Linked DNA regions of Mus musculus: regions 2 and 3 are each linked to region 1. Evidence: chromatin contacts called from public HiChIP or PLAC-seq and promoter capture Hi-C data. All regions are on one chromosome and are shown on one strand. Each heading gives the region's core, a stretch centred on a gene start, on an enhancer-like site or on the middle of the called end of the contact. The rest is flanking DNA. Distances are from core to core; before and after follow the strand shown. Region 1 holds the start of Lrmp (lymphoid-restricted membrane protein). Region 2 holds the start of Stk38l (serine/threonine kinase 38 like). Region 3 holds the start of Ints13 (integrator complex subunit 13).

The links. Promoter capture Hi-C pulls out the DNA fragments that hold promoters and counts their contacts. HiChIP or PLAC-seq counts read pairs in DNA pulled down with a chosen protein or histone mark.
Region 2: an H3K27ac HiChIP or PLAC-seq map of microglia shows a contact between it and region 1, with 6 times the contacts expected there. The contact joins the promoter of Stk38l here to the promoter of Lrmp in region 1. A contact is called at or near these places in 1 of 39 promoter capture datasets (pre-B cells), 1 of 484 Hi-C or Micro-C datasets (B cells) and 1 of 115 datasets of contacts at active chromatin or transcription factors (microglia).
Region 3: a contact with region 1 is called in a promoter capture Hi-C map of pre-B cells, with 5 times the contacts expected there. The contact joins the promoter of Ints13 here to the promoter of Lrmp in region 1. A contact is called at or near these places in 1 of 39 promoter capture datasets (pre-B cells) and 1 of 484 Hi-C or Micro-C datasets (B cells).

Annotation. Positions count from the first base shown.
Region 1 is chr6:145,119,920-145,123,419 of GRCm38.p6, reverse strand. Lrmp (lymphoid-restricted membrane protein) reads right to left here and starts at 1,651. Exons shown (of 19, transcript NM_008511.4): 1 at 1,314-1,651.
Region 2 is chr6:146,723,105-146,726,604 of GRCm38.p6, reverse strand. It overlaps Stk38l (serine/threonine kinase 38 like), which reads right to left and starts at 1,675. Exons shown (of 14, transcript NM_172734.3): 1 at 1,558-1,675.
Region 3 is chr6:146,576,048-146,579,547 of GRCm38.p6, reverse strand. It overlaps Ints13 (integrator complex subunit 13), which reads left to right and starts at 1,713. Exons shown (of 18, transcript NM_138757.2): 1 at 1,713-2,247; 2 at 3,088-3,323. The coding sequence starts at 3,099. It overlaps Fgfr1op2 (FGFR1 oncogene partner 2), which reads right to left and starts at 1,637. Exons shown (of 7, transcript NM_026218.2): 1 at 1,340-1,637.

The DNA of each region.
Region 1 (3,500 bases), core at 402-2,901:
CTGGAGGACCATAACCAGCAAGGAACCCCACAATGGCCTTTGGGATGTGTCATAACTGTAGACACTCCTGCTCAGATGCCACAGGGAACCCTTGAGAAGGGGGACCCAAATTCTTACTTGCTCACAAAACACTGAGATGTAATATCAATTTCATCAAAAGACAGATGTAAGTGGCCGGTGGGTTAGTGCTCTGAGCATGGGCTCTGAAGCACCAAACTGGGCGCAGCTGCTTATCGGTGCCTCCACAGGGTAGCTCTTCTCACAAGAGACCCTTCTCCAAAGCCTCCTGAGCAATGACAACACTGTACCCTCCCTGATTTAAAGAACAGTTTTTATTGCTTTCTGAAACATTGAAAACCAGTGAGCTGTACAAACCAAGACAGTAACAATAAAATATTGAACAATGTTGCTATTCTAAAAGGAAGCAATTCCTTAAACGCCTCAGCCACTTCCTCAGGCCAACAGTGAAAAAGGTACAGAAATTCACAATAAACCCAGACCAAGCACCATTTGGGTCACGAGATAAATGAACTCTTATGTCTGGAAAAAAAAAATCTGTCCCACTAAATTAAGAAGTTCACTGAACAAAAGCAGCTGTCCGGTAAACGGCGAGGCACGCAAGCTTTACAATTTCCATTTCATCTTTGTAGAATAAAGCAGGTTTATAAATAGCCTGACATTTGTAATTTGACACTTGTCTTCTCACATTATTCTTGGTAAATGCTCATAATAGGCCTTTGGCTGGCACACAAAATTCTAAATACCCGTTTCAAAGGTAAAGTATATTTGAGCAGAGGAACGCACACAGTTTAACCCCAGCACTCTGGAGGCAGAAGCAGGTAGATCTCTGTGAGTTTGAGGTGAGCATAGTCTACAGAGAGTTTTAGGTCAGTCAGAACTACACAGTGAGACCCTGTCTCAAAAACAAAACTAAAGTGTGCATATATATCCATACATACACACACACATTTATATTAAGAACACATTAAAAATTTTAAAGCAAGTTTACATGTGTTTAATATTGATACACACTCTTGCACACAAGGGTAAGTTGCCTCTGAGCTAAGTAAGCCCCAGCTCTGTTTCATTTTAAACGGAAAGATAGCCATAGACAAATCTAGCAACAGCCTGGGGTGCGGGGAGCAGGGGAGGGGTCTATGGCCCTGGCCAGAGGCTGAGATCCCGGGAGCGAGAGCGAGCGATGCTAGCTAACCCTTCCACTGGCTAACCCAGCAGCTGGGATCCAGGAAAGCGGCAGAGGCTCTTCCTCCTCATCCTGGGCGACATGAACCAGAGTAGAATGAGCTACTTACACTGAACGCCCCTGGTCTTCAGCTCCTGAGTCTGAGTAGTGCTGGGGACTGTGATCTCCTTCTGGAATCGCTTCCTCTAGTTCTTGTAGCAGAGGCTTGCCTCATGCGCAGGCCCCATCCTGATCCCCCTGACCCATATGCACAGGTCAGCCTGGGTTTGAGCCGCGGGAAGGGCGCTGGATGCTTGTTCTTAGGCACAGGAAACTGGAAATATGCTTTTCTTCTCAGGGAAATGATAAGCGTAGGCTCAACTTCTGCAATTCTGTTTGCACGGGCGGGCGCAGCAGGCCCAGATCCTTCCACCCAGAGAGTCCCTAGAAGCAACTTAAGCTTTCTGTACTCCCCTCTTTCACCAGAAGGCTGTTAACACCGCCTCCTCTGCACCCCTGCACCCCTGCACCCTTGCGCCCTGCACTTCCTCTGCGCAGGCTAAAGGCCAGCCTCCTGGGACAATTGAATAGTTCCTTTTTTCCCCCTCCTCCATTTTTGCTTCACATTTTAAGGACATCTGAGGTGATATCCCTGAGTTTCATATTGCCAAGGCCTCCGGACCCCTGGCTCTATGTGCTCTCTGGCTATGGACCTTCTTCCTAGTGGGCACATCTTGCAGCCGCTTAGCAATGTCTAATGGTTTCTGAATGAAGTCGAAATTTTAAAAAAAGAAAGGGGGGGAGGGGGTGTGTGGAGGGAACGACAGAAACACCCTGAGCTTTCAGTGACACTTCAGTCACAAGTCACTCTGAGAAACTGTGAGGAACTCAAACTTCTTTAGAGAGGACCTGAAAAAATGAAAGCATTTAGAAATACAGGCTCTTGAGTAAAGCAACCCCAGAGCTCACAATCAACTCCACAGCTTCCTCGGGCTGTTTCGGATGAGCACGTGGCATGACTGGCTCCCCACGAGCTCGCTGTGACACCTGCGGCACACAAGTAGGATGTTCTACATTGGGAGCAGGGTGACAAGTTTAGTTTTTACACACCAACACGAGCTATTTAGAGGAAAGTGGGTGCGGAGGGAAATGCGTCTTTGTTTCGTTAACCTTTCTCCTTTGGACTGTCAATCATAGGAAACGGGCAGAGCTTTAGTACCGGAAGTATCTCCCCCAACACAGCTGGAAACTCACTGGATATTCCCACTGTGAACTCAGAGGTCATTCTCTACCTCTTATCTCCCACCACAAATGTCCTTGAGCCTTTAGCACTTCTCATTTGGCTCCCACTCTCCGCTAGCCAGCAAGACTAATCTGTGGCGTACTGATGACTCAGTGGTTACCAGGAACTGCTTGAGTACAAACCTTAACCCACTGGGCCCACCCATTTTGAATTAGGATCAAAGTGGGGGGGGGGGGTAGAGGGAAGACAGCCATCAGTCCCAGGCTCCTTGCAGTTAAAGCCTAACTGTGTGCCTGCATAAAACAGCACTGCTTATAACATCAGAAGCAAGAAGGACCACGGCCCTTTCAGCATCGTTTTGTATATAGAGGCATTCCCCAAAGCTGCTTGCGCGACCGCCTACAGTCGCTTATGCTCTGTAATGGCGCTAAAACAATATGAACAATGTATATTGAAATCTACACTCTTAAATATTTATAGTTCTTACTAAAAGAGGTAATGCTCTTTTGAGATAGGATCTCATATACCCCAGGCTGGTCTCTAATTTTCTATGTAGCTGAGAACTTCTGGTCCTCCTTCCTCTACCTCCCTAGAGTTGGAATTACACACATCCACCACCTAGAGCAGCTTGTGCTCTCATGCTAATTTATGTTACCCAAAAACCTGTTTGCAGTGTCCTGCATGTAGGCTAAAGGAAGCCTACCCCCAGCTGGCTCTGATTGGAAAATAAAGTTGCCAGTGGCCAATGACTGGGCAAGGAGACAGAGGCGGGACTTTTAGAATTCCAGAGTAAGAGAGGAGGAGGAAGAAGGGATCCCACCATGAGAAGGGCATAGGACAGACTATGCCAGGAAGGAGCAGGGGGGAGAGCAGGCTGAAATGTAGGTACGAGGGGGAAAGCAGCCCCAGAAGGGCTGCCCAGAAGGGTCTTGGACAGCAAAGATAAAATATATATTTAGTAAGTGTTAACTCAGGAATATCAGAAGGGAGTGTATGCTAGCTTCGGGGCAGTTTAAGTGCCATTTATCTAGGTAAGGTATATTAAAAATAAACCAACGTGAGCAAAAAGCTAAC
Region 2 (3,500 bases), core at 426-2,925, 1.6 Mb before region 1:
AGATGTCACTGGTCTTTGAGAGAGTGGAACTTTTCTAAAGAAAAATGGCCAAACTGAGACTAATGCTTTATCATTTTGGTTTTTTATCATTTTCCTTTGTTCTTAATGTCCCACTTTTTGAAATTAAAATCTAGTATTTAAAAAGCTGCAGAGTTTGGTTTTTGAGAAAGAACTTAAAGTTGGGTGGGTAGAGAGGAGGAGAGGATCTGGAAGGGCTTGAGGGAGAAGGGACTATGATCAAAATATATTTAAAATTTAAAACTGTTTTAAATAATAAAAACTGCAGAGAACACCTTTTTATTTAGACAGCCTTAGTTTCTATTCTTTGGCTTATTTGTAAGCAAACTCAAGAAAACAAGTGCTGAGACTTCCAGTATTCTATTTAATGTGGTTTTTCTGAGTCTAATTTGTTCATTACTTAACAGCAAGGCCTTTCAAAAGAGCACGGAAACTACACCGAACTATGCTTCTCATTCTAAACACATCCCAACAAATGGGATGCCTAATCGGGCCTCTAACTAGGAGAAAAAACGCTCAGCAGAGCGAAGGCAAATACCAAACTTTTATCCCTTGTACTTCTTCTGAGACCAGGATTTTCCAAATAAAAGTACTTTTATGACCTCGCGCAATATCATAATTTATCGTATATTTAACTAAATTATCTCCCCAAATAGACACAAGAGCAACTAACTCAAATAAAGTGCCTCTTGGCCACGAGGGAAAGAGCATAATAAACTTAATTGTTTTATATATCCTGAGGCGTAAGAGAAAAACCTTTCCATTTAGGCTTGTGCGTGAGACATCAAGACAACTTGATATGCAAATTGCAAGGCTTATTGACTTAAAGTAGGGAGACCTGACCGATTTAAGCCACGACTGCCAAATAAGGGGTAATCACCACCTTAAAACCATTGAACTTTGTTCGCCTGGCTTCTTGGCAGTCGTGTGGCTAATACCAGAGCCAAATCCATAAGTGGCTTCTACCGAAACGCGTCCCAAGTTGCAGAGGAGCCGGAGAGCGCGCCGGCTCTGCACCGAGTGAGTCCCGAGGGGCGGCAGCAGCGCACCTCTACACCAGCCGCTGCTCCAGACCCACCTCGCATCTCTTCACCGCGTTTCTCCAAACTTCGGGACCCAAGAGCGACCCCGCAACAGAGAAAGTAGCATCGGTGACAGGGACGCCGCGGCTCGGGCACAGTTTGCCGTCGCTGTGCACCGGCAACTTTGTGCCGGCGAGCCGTGCCCTCTGCGTCCGGAGGGGACGGGAAGGTGGGCCCGGAGCAGGACGCGCGCGGGGCTGGCGGCTCCGCTCCCGGTACGCAGGCTGCCGCACCCGGCTCGGCGAAGGCCCCGGTGACTGACAGGCGGTGGGGGCGCGGCCCCGCCTGCAGCCCGGGGACGCCGCGCACGGCCGCGGTTCTCCGCTCCGCCAGGGACACCTGGGCTGGGCGCCGCGGGCTGTACCGCGCCAAGCCCCTCACACCTCCCCGCAGCGAGCGCCGCCCTAGCCCCGCGGCCCTGCCCCGCGCCGGCGCCGGTGCCCTCGCCCGCTCTCACCTGCCGGTGTCGCCCGCGCCCGCTCAGCCTCCTCCTCAGTCACCGCAGCCCGCGGCGCGCGTCTCTCGCGCCAGGCCCCGCCTCGTCCCGCCCCGTGAGGCGGTGCCAAAGCGGCCGCGCCAGAATCTCGCGAGACTTGATCTCCTAGATTTTTTTTTTTAAAGGGGTCGCCCCTGACGTCATACGCACCCAGGCGGAAGTGTCCTTCTGGCGTCAGCGCCAGTACCGACCCCCACCTTCGCGGGCGGAAGTGTAGGTTGGTCCAGGAACCTGAGCTCAGTCTAATCACTACTGGGCGTTGTAACGTTCTTGTCTCATGGCCCTCTCCAGTTCTAACTGGTTCTGCCTGACCCTGAGAGAGGCCTGGTGTGATGGAGCTCTCCTCAAGGCAATGCAAAGATGGCTCCATAGAGGAGAGATCACCAATGTAGCAGCTCTGTGACTTCCACGTCTCTATAACTGAACCCGAAAGGCTTAGGAGGATTTAGAATTTAGGAAGACCACAAGAAACTTACCAGCATACATGAAAATTTGCTAAACTTACCTGAAAAATCCCAGAGCAGTTGACAACATAACATACAGCATTAGGCTAGAAAATTGTCGTCGTCATTGTCTCTTCCCTTCGCATCAAAGGTAGGCAGGCAAACTTCAGGACCCGCGGACTAGCCAAACACTATACACTGTGTGTCCTACACACACCTACTCTTAATTTATACATCCAGCACAGTAAGAGATTAACAACCGAACCATAGATTTAAGCAACCTCAACAACATTTACTTTAAAAAAACAAACAAACAAACAAACTTTGACGCCAGGTACAGTGTTTCATGCATGTAATCCCATCACCAAGGAGGCTGAGGCAGAAGCTGCGGCAAGTTTGAGACCAGCCTGGGCTACATAGTGAGTTTGAGCCCAGCTAGAGCTACAGAGTGAGACCCAGTCTTAACAATACAAAAGCAGGCTAAATCTTATCTTTGATGTAGACAGCCAGCTGCTCTTGTGCTTTGGGGCTATTATGAAATAAAATGAGGATTATTGGAACAAGGACCATGCCTCCCAGGGGGCCAGGAGTTTCACATACACAACATTGACACTCCAGAGGAACTGCTAGCGTCCTGGGAGCAACACAGTGAGGGGAGTGAGAGACTTCATTGGCTACTTAGAACGGCATTTTCAGTTTAAAACTGGTGAATCATTTATTTCTGGAATTTTCCACTTCATAATTTTGGAACATGGTTGACTGTGGGTACTGCCAAAGTGAATCTGTGGATAAAGGGAGAAGAGTGTGTGATATTTAGAAAATCACTTTCCCATGGAGAACACAGGGGAGAGTTTTGGGAAAGTGACAAGAGTTTTGCTTTTTAAGATAAAACTGGTCTTTGAGTAAGACAAACCAATATTCCCAATCACTATTAACAAATCCATTCTTGGAGCCGGGTGTGGTGGCGCACGCCTTTGATCCCAGCACTCGGGAGGCAGAGGCAGGTGGATTTCTGAGTTCGAGGCCAGCCTGGTCTACAGAGTGAGTTCCAGGACAGCCAAGGCTATACAGAGAAACCCTGTCTCGAAAAACAAAAAAAAAAAAAAACAAAAAAAAAACAAAACAACAAAAAAAAACAAATCCATTCTTCAAACAGTGGGATTTTATGAAATACCCTTAGCTTTTACACTATTAAAACAATATATGCAAGGGCTAGAGGATGGCCCTCTTCTGCTCTCACAAAAGGCCAGAGTTAGGTTCCCAGCACCCACAGCAGATGGTGCACACCTTAGTAACTCCAGTTCAGGAAATTGGATGCCCCTTTTCAGCTACCAGAGGCACCTACATACATGTACATGTGCACACTTACACAGAGACACATATATACAATGTAAGGGTCCAAAAATCACTGAAGGAAGAGCCCAGACTCAGATAGTATGCAAAAACAAAGAGTGTTTATTC
Region 3 (3,500 bases), core at 464-2,963, 1.5 Mb before region 1:
ATACTAACATAGAGTCATTTGAATACATAGGGTGTGTGCATGCATGTGCTTTTGATATTATATACAATCTCCAACCACTAACAACAAAAGTACAATTACATAAGTGTTAGGAGTACATGACTGCTCATGTTCAAAGCAGGTAAGTAAAGGCTTTTACCCTAAAAAAAGTTCCTTTAGGTTCTAATATTCTGACTTCTAAGAGACAGAATTTTTATATCAAATTCTTTAGAATGACATTATAAATAAATATATATATGTGCGTGTATGTGTATATATATATATATATATATATTGCTTGCTCTGTGCCAACACTGAGATAGCATTTGTTTTAAACATGAATAAGACATGATTCCAGACTCAAGTTCAAGCTGGCAGGAGAGACAGGTAATTGAACAAATAATACATCCTAATGAATACTGCAAAACTATGTCAAGAGCTATCCGAGTTCATTGTACTGTCAATGTCACCGGAGGGAGTCTAAAAAGAATCATCTATGAATTGGGTTTTGATAGATGATAAGACAGAAGGAAAAGCAAGCATTCTAGCAGACTATATGGACTCACATGGCACAGTGTTTGGAAAGGAATTAGGGGTGGCAATAAGATGACACTGAAAAGGTAAAATATGATGAGATAGGATGGTAAAAAACCCTGATGAATCGATATGCTTAAATTAGAACTTGAAAAAGTTTCAGGCGAATACATGTCACAGTAAGTATGGAAGGCTGAGGCGGGGACACCGGTTTGGGGTGGAGGAAGGGCAACTGTAACAGTCACAGTGAAAGAAGCAAAAAAACCTGGTGCAGTGTGAGTGGAATACAGAACGTAGGCAGTTCTGAGGTCCGTGTTCTGGAAAGGAGGACGGGAAGAAAAGAGAGTCCTCACTCTTGAGGAGCAGACACAGATGCTGGTAGCAATATAAAAAGCATGTGTCTTTCAAAGAAAACCTTAGAATGGGATAAAGAAAGAATGCGTGCAGACCACACACACCAATAAGCATCCTGTCCACACACATCACTCTGAAAGCAGAGAACTGCACTGTTCTTGAAAATGGTGGAATGCACACACTTGGAGCTTCTGAAACATTTGTCTGGAGAAAACCAGTTTTTCAACTTGAAACCGAATTTGGAAGGCCGCTGAGGGACTCAAACGATCCCAGCAGCTCCCTCAGGACCGTGGCTAAGTCCCAGGCGCAAACGCGGTCAAGTGTGCTGAGGTAAACTCAACAGTGACAAGTCCCTCAGGCCACCGCCCACGGAGCTCCCGAGTGGCAGGAAGGGGAACCCGGAAGGGGTGTCCCGCGGCGTGCAGGCCCAGGGTTTTCAGGGAACTTTCCGTACCTCAGTTCCCGGCAGGACCTCAGGGAGAGCACGGAGAGAGGAAGCCCGGCTCAGAGGCTCGCCCACGCGTGTAGTTATTCCACTGCGCTTCAGTCCCCCTGGGGCGACGACCACCCGCGAGGTGGAGTGCCCACGGAGTGGTCTCCGCGCCCTCGCTGCGCCTGCTCAGCGAGCGGACGCACAGTCCTGCTCACACAGCGGCGGGACGTACGGGAAACCCACTCGTCTCGGCCCCATCCCGGGCGGACCAGAACCTCCGCGACCCGCAGCCGCTGAGCGACAAGCCTCGCGAGACTTCCCTCTGCTGGTTCCCGAAGGCCCCACCCCCGGTAAACGGCTGGCCGTTGATTGGAGAACGGGGAGGGGGCGGGGCTTCTCTCCTCGCCCCCCTCTCAAGGTTTTGCTCTGCCGCTCGCACACTCTCGCGTGTTTTCCGAGGGGCTACCGGCCCGGACTGGAGGCGGAGAGGGGAGGTTGGGTGGGTAGGCTCTGCCTGTCCAGAGCCGAGGCTGGCTTGTCCCGGCCGTGGCTTAGTACTTTGTGGGGGGATCTCTCGGGTCGTCCTGACCGTTCTTCCCTACGGTTGATTGGGAACAAATGTTAAAGGCTTTTTTTTTCCCCTCACTTGCTCCGCCCTCTTCCGGTTCGGCCTCTGGTGGCTTCTAAGGAGAAGGGAAGATGGCGGGGCTGTGCGAGAGCGCCGTGCGCACGCGCGAGTCCGAGTGCGCTCTTGTGCTTGCACGCGCATGCGCGCGCCCCTGCGTTTAAGCAGCCGGAGTGTTGGGAGATGAGCCGGGCAGTCAGTCTTCTGCGGGTTGTACCAGACCGACTGTGCGCCGACTCCCCACCCACCCTCGTCCGCCTTCTCTCTCAGCCTCCGTTCATTCACTGCAGGACCAGGCACGAAAGTAAGCGAACCTCGATGCCGAGGTCTTCCCCATCCACTCACCTCGTTCGCCGCCCCCCACCCCCCTTGCAGTCAGGTGTGTGCAGAAGGTTTGCAGACAGGGACTTTGGCGGGGAGGGGCGGTGCGTTCCAGAGCAGCAGGAGGTAATAGCGGGACCCTAAGGTGGTTTGTTACCTTGAACACTTGCTGTTTCCCAGGTGCTTTAGAATGTAGGTTTAAAAAAAAAATTTTTTTTTTTTTGGTCTGTAAAATTTTAGGAGCGAAGCAGGGCAGTGCACCACATGTTCTGTGTTTATAAGAAAAAGTTTTAGAAGTGTTTTCTCTTCGCCAGCATGGGATAGCATCTGCTTGTTGTGGTCTACGTGGTGAATTACTGTAGTGTATTGCAAGTGGAGGGAGAGGATGAGTTTGAAGCCATAGAAAGACGCAATATGCAGTTACCGTAGGAGATGTGTGTCTATTTTGGGTTGTACTTTTGCTGTCAGTCTTTTCCTGTTGATTTCCCTTAGCCCCTAACAAGGATCACCATAAATACATTTGAGGAATTAGATCTGTGATTTGTAGGCATAAGAATCAAATACAATGTGCACAGATGTTTTCTTCTATTTTAAGTGCTTTGTAAAAGAAAAAAAGAAGTATGAACTAACTTCATTTGGTAGATAGACTGCATGGTATGATGTGGCATATTCTTTGAACTGGCACCATTACTTTGGCCTTTTTTGCACAAAATTCTCAGAACTTAGGATCCGTATCAAATCTTGAAAACACACTTAAGTGAGAAATCATTTATGATAAATGTTATGTGTCATCGTTTTGACTAGTTTGTTTATCCTTTTACAGGTTAAAACAAAATGAAGATTTTTTCTGAATCTCATAAAACAGTGTTTGTTGTGGATCACTGCCCATACATGGCAGAATCCTGTAGGCAGCATGTGGAGTTTGATATGCTGGTGAAGAACAGGACCCAAGGCATCATCCCTTTGGCTCCCATCTCCAAATCCTTGTGGACTTGCTCAGTAGAATCTTCCATGGAATATTGTAGAATAATGTATGACATATTTCCTTTCAAAAAGCTGGTGAGTGTTATGAACACAATTGTGATGGGATGATGTACTTAATTAACTGTGTCTATAATTATTATGTGAATTTACTGTAGATTTATAACTGTATAGTTCAAATGTATGTAGAGCTGCCCTTTATGATTAGTGCAGTGTTGGTATTTAGTTGCAGACAGCAGTAATGATGGCGCTGAG